2 separate regions of the Mus musculus genome follow, and region 2 is linked to region 1. A link is a contact called in public HiChIP or PLAC-seq data. All regions are on one chromosome and are shown on one strand. The core of a region is the stretch at or near the end of the contact, and the rest is flanking DNA. Distances in the headings are between cores, read along the strand shown.

Region 1 (4,043 bases), core at 1,529-4,028:
CTAAGAAATGAAATGCTCTCTTTCAATACAAGCCAATGCAAGTATGAACACTGGAGCCAGAGATACCTATTCATTTTCAAACTTACCTTGCTCGATCAGATATTCTCCTTTAGGTAAGAAAACCTTTATAGAAATAGGCTGTTCCTATAGTACCGTCCATACCATAGAAACTGTACTGAGGATGAAACCAAGGAGAGACACTGTTTAATGGCAAAGTGCTAATACTGATGGTACCCAGAACAGAGAACCTTAAATAACACAGAAATTCGTTTGCATGAATAAGTCAGCCAGGTGTAGCATGGAACCTATTAAAGATAATAAGTTTATATATATAATTTATAATATACATATATATTTATTTTATAAATAAGTTTATATTTTAACAGTTTAAAAATGCCCCCTTCTACTTTTAACATTGTAACCATTGCCAAGTTCCAAATCCTCAAGTTAACTTTTGAAAGATTATAATAATGTATTTCACATGTTAATTTTTTTTTGCGTCATGTGAGTTTACATTCTTGTATGTATTTACATAGGTATGTCCAAGTACATATGTGTAGCAGTCAGAGGCCCATGTCAGATGTCTTCCTAGATCAGTTTTCACCATATGTTTTGAGACAATGTCTCTTATCAGACTTGAGCTCATCAATTAGACAATACTAGATGCCAGCAAGTCCCAAATAGCAACCCTCCAAAGGTTAGAAGTATTGTTATGTGTTTCCGTGCTTGGAATTTTATATAGATGCTAAAGATCTGAACTTAGTTCTGTATGCTTGTATGGCAAACACTTTACCAACAGAGATATTTCCACAACCCCTTAAATTTTAGTTCCGATAGGTAAATGTTCTTCAGCGTTTAAGCTAATATAATGTATTCATTATTAAAACTCACTTTGTTTGAGTTATATTTTCAATATATTGGACAATTTTTACTTACGGATATTATATTGACCATTAATTTATGTAAGTTCAAGGAGAATATTCATGATTTCTTACTGTGGTTTTGTGCCTGAGTGTGTGTGTGTGAGTGTGTGGTGTGTGTGTTTTTGTTTGTGTGTGTTCTTAAAAAGAGCTAATCTCAAACATTCTGAGGAATGATATATCTAAGTTTGCAGTTTACACTTTTATATTCCCTAGTATTTATACTTGCTATCTCAGTAAAATGGGTCAAATCTTTAGTAAAGACACAGGTAGATTGTGACCTCTTTCTTCTTAACTTTTAGTTTTTGTGTAACTTTTATAATGAACAGAGCAAGCACAGTGACCTGAGACAAGGGTATAAGGGAGGGCTAAGCGTAGAAATAACTCTCTGGCATCAGGAGGGTTTTAAGTGCTGATTCTGTACAAACTGCAAAATACAGACATTAATCCTCAAGAAATATGTGGCAATAAACAACATATCTTAAAATACCGATTAAAACTGTCTGTTTAGACCAACAGTAAATGCTCTAGAGGCATTAAATTGAACTCCCAAAGAATTATTACCTACTTGAATCTTTTTAATTTCTCAAATGCCTCTAATATATTATTTACCACTTGTTAGTTTTTGAAATCATGAGAGTTATGCCATTTTAGCATTAAAAATACATAGGTAGAGCTAAATAAATAAAACAAGCCACCCTGCCCTCTTTGTCTTTCTTCAGAGTTCAACAGTTGTACACAAGTCAGTCTTGGGAGACTATAATAGCAAAGACAGAACTCAAAGTATGTGTTCCCACAAACTTTCCTCTGATTAGCACTTACAGTGAGAATCCCAAGGGTCACAGACATAAAACATGTTTTTTATAGGAGAAGTGCATGTCTCTACTTTGCAGAAGATATTTATGCACAGAAGGGAACACCTACTGTTGAAAGCTCAATTCAGGAAAATAGAAACTTATTTGTTATGGGACCAGGAGATTTAAGAATAGAAAATACTGATGGAAATTGATTCCATTTTAAACATCAAGACTGTCCAAATAATACATATTATTAGCTTCATAAGAAAGCTTAAGAGGTTGTGGGTTGGTTGTACTCATAGAGGTTGCAAATGCTAGTTTTTGCAGGCTTTGGGGAGCATGGTGCTTTTTCTAGCCACACAAAACACCAGCTCACAGAAAACAGAAAGCAGCAGTTCTCTTGTATGTAGCTGGGCACCTAAAATTAGATATGGCCATTTTACTGGCATCTCATTTCTTCTCTTAAGTTTGGTCTTCCACCCTGTGTACTAAGATGGAATCCAGGAATCAGAAAGAAAATTGTGAGTCTGTGGAAGGTGGTGGATAGATGGAAGTGTACGCAGAGAAGGATGTGAGGAGAAGGAGGAACCTTGCATAAGACACAGGGACATAGAATTACTGTCTTTTCAGACATTGCACGTCCAAGTTATTTTTTTTAATTCAAGGGGCTTTTTTGGTGGGGGGGGAGCTTTGTGGTTTTAAAAATATGACTATAATTAAATTGTCTGAATTAGAAAAGCAAAAAGTTTGGGAGCTGTTCTATTTATAGTTTGAGAGCAAAGGTGGGGGAAGGACAGAGAAGAAGAAGGAGGAGGAGAAGGAGCAGGAGGAATAGGAAGAGGAGAGAGAGGGAGGGAGAGAGAGAAAAAGGGAGAGAGAGACAGATAAAGACAGAAAGTGAGAGAGGGAGGGAGGGGGAGAGGGGGAAACAGAAACACAGACACACACAGATAGACAGAGACACAGAGAGACAGACAAAGAGATACTAGCCCTGCTCAGAGATATCTGGGTCACCTCTGACTTGTCTGTGGATTTCTGCCATTGTTTTCTTCTCCCGGGGACAGAAGAGAGCAGCATGCCTTCTGTTTCTCTTTATCCATACCGCCTTGAACCTTCTTTATGAGCTATTTCCTAGTGGTTTGCTAATCAGCATCTTAAACAGGTTTAACCAAAGTGGGTCAGTGCTGCTGTAAATCTCCACCCAAATATGCCCCAGCAATGAAAACACAACTCCATTAATATGAGTACACGCTGTGCGCCTAGATTGGGCAGATCTACCGCTACACTAACGTCTTCCACATCTATGAGACCCCTTAGAACTTGTGGTTTCTCCAGGCCATGTGCTTCTGCTCCACTTTTCTTCTTCTTCCTCCTCCTCTGCGTCCTCTACTTCTCCATTTTCTCCTCCTTCTCTCTCTCCTCACCTTCCTTTCCACCTTCCCTTTTATCTGCCCAATCATCAGCTCTCCTTTATTTTACAAATTAGGGTGGGAAGCAGGTTTACAGGAAATCACCTGAGTGCTGACTCACTCCTTGTTCACAACCACTTACTGGAGAACAGAATTAACATCAAATATAATTAACCCCAGGGCTATCCACAACTGGTCAGGAATTGAGTACTTCTTCTTAACTGACCCTCAAATAGCTTCCCTTCTTCGGCCTTTTGTCTACAATCCCTCAGTGTGCACACTATTTAACCAATTGACCATTCAGTAGAAATGTAGAATTGTAGAGTTAAAGGTCATAACTGTGGGTCTTAGGAGGCTGGGGATTCCAGACAATTGTACTAATAGAATTCCATTATGAAAGAAATTGAGTATCATTCAAATAATTTCTTGTCTCTAAAATATACTTGATTTATCAAAAGTAGAACAATTTTTGTAGAGATCCTCTTTGATCACACACACACACAAACACACAAATACACACACAAGCAAACACACAGATGTACACACAAATACACACACACAAAGACGCACACATACACGAATACACATAAACACACACACAAACACACTCACATACACGCACAAACACACATCTGAAAATGTTTTAATAATGAGTTTATCTGGAACTATAGTTTTTAAAGAGAAATATTCATTTTCCATGTCTATGTTGCTTTTACATTTAAAAACATGAAAATAATTTTAGGCCTCCTGAAAATATAAGGCACAGGGCAAATTTTTGAATGATGCACTACGTATTCTGAACTACATTTCCCAGAACATACTGTAAATGCTTTAAAAAAAAGTTTCATTCTTGTTGGTTCATTTATAATTCTGAAGTTTCGCAGATTGGCTGAGATTGTTATTGCCGATCGCTATAC
Region 2 (3,763 bases), core at 565-3,064, 670 kb before region 1:
CAATACAAACATACACACACATACATACACATACGGTACATGCATATTCATAGGCAGTTACAGGTTCAGTCACCCCAACACGCCTCTGTAAGAGGTCAGACCCCTCATTAGAGGTTTCCTACCAGCTGTGTTTCCCTGGCTCTTCCTTGCCCAATCTGACATAGTCACACACCAACCAGGGAGCTCGCAGAAACCAGTTTTTTTGAGGTTGAAGATTTGGGTATTTTGTGACTATGACACAGAAAGCCACTTAGAACTGCTGACCCGCCATCAGAATGAAGTTGTTCATCTCACATGAAAGTGAGACTGCCTGAGGTAGGGAAAGAACTCTCTGACTCATGGACCGTGTTTCTAAATGAGCCATCTAGCTAGGTGTTGGATAAAGCAAACGGGGATACTGATAACCAGACTGTTTAGGGGTCAAGAGACACTAGAGAAGTGTGAAATCCTCGGAGCTTCCATGAGAAACCCAGCAGAGGGCGCAGTAACTCTGCGTACAGAAGCTCTCAGCCTCCAAAAGAAGCAGAGAAACAGCTGGAAACCCACTCCCTGCTCGGTCTCATTTAACAGTCTCGTCTGCAGGGAGCCCTAAGGTACCAGTCTCAGCTGGAGCACCTATAACAAAGCCATAAATCAGCCCTTCCTCAGATCCTGCCCACAGTGTGGGAGATCAAGCTGTGCGGAGGCCCCTGACCAGATCCAGCGAACATCTGTGTGTCTGGCTCCCAGGCCTGTTTAGAGTGGCATGCTGTGGTGCCCTGCCTGGGAGGGGCAAGCAGGTTCAAATGCCCTGCCGAGCGAACAAGCAGAGAGGGAAGGCGGTGATCCCCACAGATATAAGGCCTTTCTAACCTATCCCTTCGAACAGATGCAGCTCTTCCCTTGTTGGCTGGAGAGAACGGTTCATCTGTCCAGATGTGAGACCAGCAGGTGTCAGTGGAATCCAGCTGGCTTTACTCCCTAGTCTGAAACTCCTTTTTTGCCTTGTCATTCTTGGACTTATGATGGCTGTTGTTGTTGGGATAGTGTTGTCATACCGATCTTAAGCTGGTGAGTAGATTGAGAGTGATTTTTCCAAGACAGTAGCTTTTCACTGATGTGAGGTGGGCTGCAGGGGCAATAGCCTTCTGTGGGTTTTCTCTTGTTAACTCGCATGTTATCAGCAGCACGAAACCCTGGCGAAGAATGACAAGCACTGAAGACAGTCATGTTTGCTCCTGCTCAGTATGTGAGAGCCCCAGCTCTCAGGTGCCCTGTTGTGCGCCTGGAACAGGAAGTATGCTGACAGGAGACACCTTGTTTTGACAGAGAGATCTGCAGACAGTGGAGGCCTGCGGCCCTAGCCACGGGTCTTATGGACAACACCAAAGGCCTGTGTGTGCCATTAATGTATGAAGATTATATGTATAAGATATATATGTGCATCGTATGTTTACAGATACATGTATATATGTATATGCTGTTTACATTTATATATGCATATAATCTACATACATAATGTATACAGATTGCTGATAGTCTCCTGTGGAAGTCCCCGTTTCCAGCAGTCACCAGCCTTCTTAGTCCCATCCTTTTGCTCCTTGTGACTTCTACTAACAATCCCCTGATATAGTTTTATTTATTTCTTATGTTTTGCGTATTAGTAGGTTTTCTGTGTTGCCGTGAGAAAGCACTTTCACCAAAAGCAAGTCACGGAAGAATGAGTTTATTTGGGCTTACAATTCCAGAGGCATGAAAGGCCTCCACTTCCTGTAGTGTCACACAGTAGTCAGTTTTCGGAGCTCCACTTCCCCGCCCACATAGCAACTCTTTAGCATGGTAATGAGGACAGGTGAGGGGACAGCTGAGTAGGAGTATGACTCAGCAAATCCATGCACAGATTTGGCTTTGATCTTTCCAACTTATCGTATTCACAGATGGATAGCTTGTGAGAGGGGGATGATTCCCTTTCAAATAAAGTATCAATCCTCCCAGTGTGAGCAATGTGGTAAATATTCAGCAAAAATAACCTTCTCTGCATATTTACCTCTTAGAGGGCGGCCAGGAAAGCCAGGTAGAAATAGATATACTACACCAAGAACACATCTGAGCGAGCAGTGCCTTCTGACAGCCTCTCGATCTTCAGTTATAAAGTTCATTTCAACTCAGTGCATATGGTGAGAAATCCTAGACTTCTTTTCATGCTGAATCGGTCACCAAAGCCTTTGCTTTCAACTTGACAATATCTGCATATGGCCACACATGTCACCGATATTCACTAGGGAGGTGTAAGCAAGCAGGTGTCCATTCCTAATGCAAAGACAGCACACGGAATTAGGATTCCACTGGAGTCCCAGCTAGGCAAACTGATGAGTTGACTTGGTGAGCCCACAGGATGTAAGTGAGGGGCTGTCTACAGGGCTTGGAGTGACACCAACCAGACACCATTGAGAAGTTCCATTCCATCATGGCCGATGACCTCATGGAAGCTATTCTTGGAGTCCCATTCTCACTTAACCCTGCACTTAATGTATACTCTACCATTCCAAAGTTATTTTGTAGCTGGGGAAGAAGACAAGGGGAAATAAGGCCTGGATTCCCACATGAGAGCCCTGTGAGCCCCTCACTTCTGTTCAGATTATTAACAGCTCTATTGACATTCCTATAGACCTACCTATCACTGCGTTGCTTTGCTTCCTTGGTTGTCATAGCTACCGGGCCAAAGTCATGATATAAAATACTTATCATTGTTGATTTTTCTGTCAACTTATCTGAATGCTCTACTACATGAATGAGGAAATAAGTCATCCTTCAGAAAGCCCATTGCACCACACTGGTAGGCATAGATATTTCTTTATAAAACCAGAGATACATACTTTAAGTCACAGTGTTTGTCTTTATCTTTGTCTTTCTTTCTCTCTTTCGTTCTCTCTTTCTTTCTTTCTTTCTTTCTTTCTTTCTTTCTTTCTTTCTTTCTTTCTTTTTTGTTTTTTCCGAGACAGGGTTTCTCTGTATAGCCCTGGCTGTCCTGGAACTCACTTTGTAGACTAGGCTGGCCTCGAACTCAGAAATCTGCCTGCCTCTGCCTCCCAAGTGCTGGGACTAAAGGCGTGCGCCACCACACCCGGGTCTTCACAGTGTTTTTCTATTCCCCATGCTTGTTCATGGAAATTCAGGTTAGGTATATTTTTTTTCCTAAGACAAGGTATGTTCCCTGAAAGATTTGTGCACAAGAGACAGCCATCACTCCCAAATGAAAGCATTAATGTTCATATGGCAAACTAGAGGCTTCATGAATTTGTCTAGTCCCCAGAGAGATTCTAGTGAAGGTTAATCAGATGTTGAGATTGCAAACCTTGGTGAGTAAAGGTTGAGATGGGTTTGAAAGGTGTTTTGAAATAAAGAAGAATAAAATGATGCTGTTTCCGTCATCCTACCTGTACCCGACACCCCAGTCAGAGGAGCTACATGAGCTATGCCAGATACTGTTAACACTGAGTCACTCTGCAGAAAAGGGATGAGAGAGATGGACTCGGGCAGGACCTGAAAGCATCAGGCTCTCCATCTGGATATTAATAACATTTCACTGGAAAACTCAGACACTTGTATTTAGGGACGTTAGTGCTGGTATCAGAGTTATTAAGGTCAGAGCCTGTGCTCTGTCAGCTCTAACATGCACCACCCATCTTCAAGGAGCCAGTTGAAGACATAAGTTACAGTAAACGTAAATGAATAAAGAAAGGGGGAATTCATTCAGTGAGGCACTTGGAGAAGAACAAAGGAG

Evidence for each region. HiChIP or PLAC-seq counts read pairs in DNA pulled down with a chosen protein or histone mark.
Region 2: a contact with region 1 is called in an H3K27ac HiChIP or PLAC-seq map of embryonic stem cells, with 4 times the contacts expected there. The contact joins two enhancer-like sites. A contact is called at or near these places in 1 of 484 Hi-C or Micro-C datasets (embryonic stem cells), 2 of 115 datasets of contacts at active chromatin or transcription factors (both in embryonic stem cells) and 1 of 9 other capture datasets (embryonic stem cells).

The regions. Positions count from the first base shown.
Region 1 is chr8:44,568,651-44,572,693 of GRCm38.p6, reverse strand. No RefSeq gene overlaps it. Among named protein-coding and RNA genes, the nearest start is that of Gm30397, 200 kb to the left of the region's middle. Within about 2 kb of position 2,778, at least 3 of the 459 cell types and tissues checked have an H3K27ac peak or open chromatin away from gene starts, as enhancers often do. A contact at or near this core is called in embryonic stem cells, where this site is marked.
Region 2 is chr8:45,233,497-45,237,259 of GRCm38.p6, reverse strand. All of the region lies in intron 3 of Gm30504 (a long non-coding RNA gene), which reads right to left. Among named protein-coding and RNA genes, the nearest start is that of F11, 27 kb to the left of the region's middle. Within about 2 kb of position 1,814, at least 22 of the 459 cell types and tissues checked have an H3K27ac peak or open chromatin away from gene starts, as enhancers often do. A contact at or near this core is called in embryonic stem cells, where this site is marked.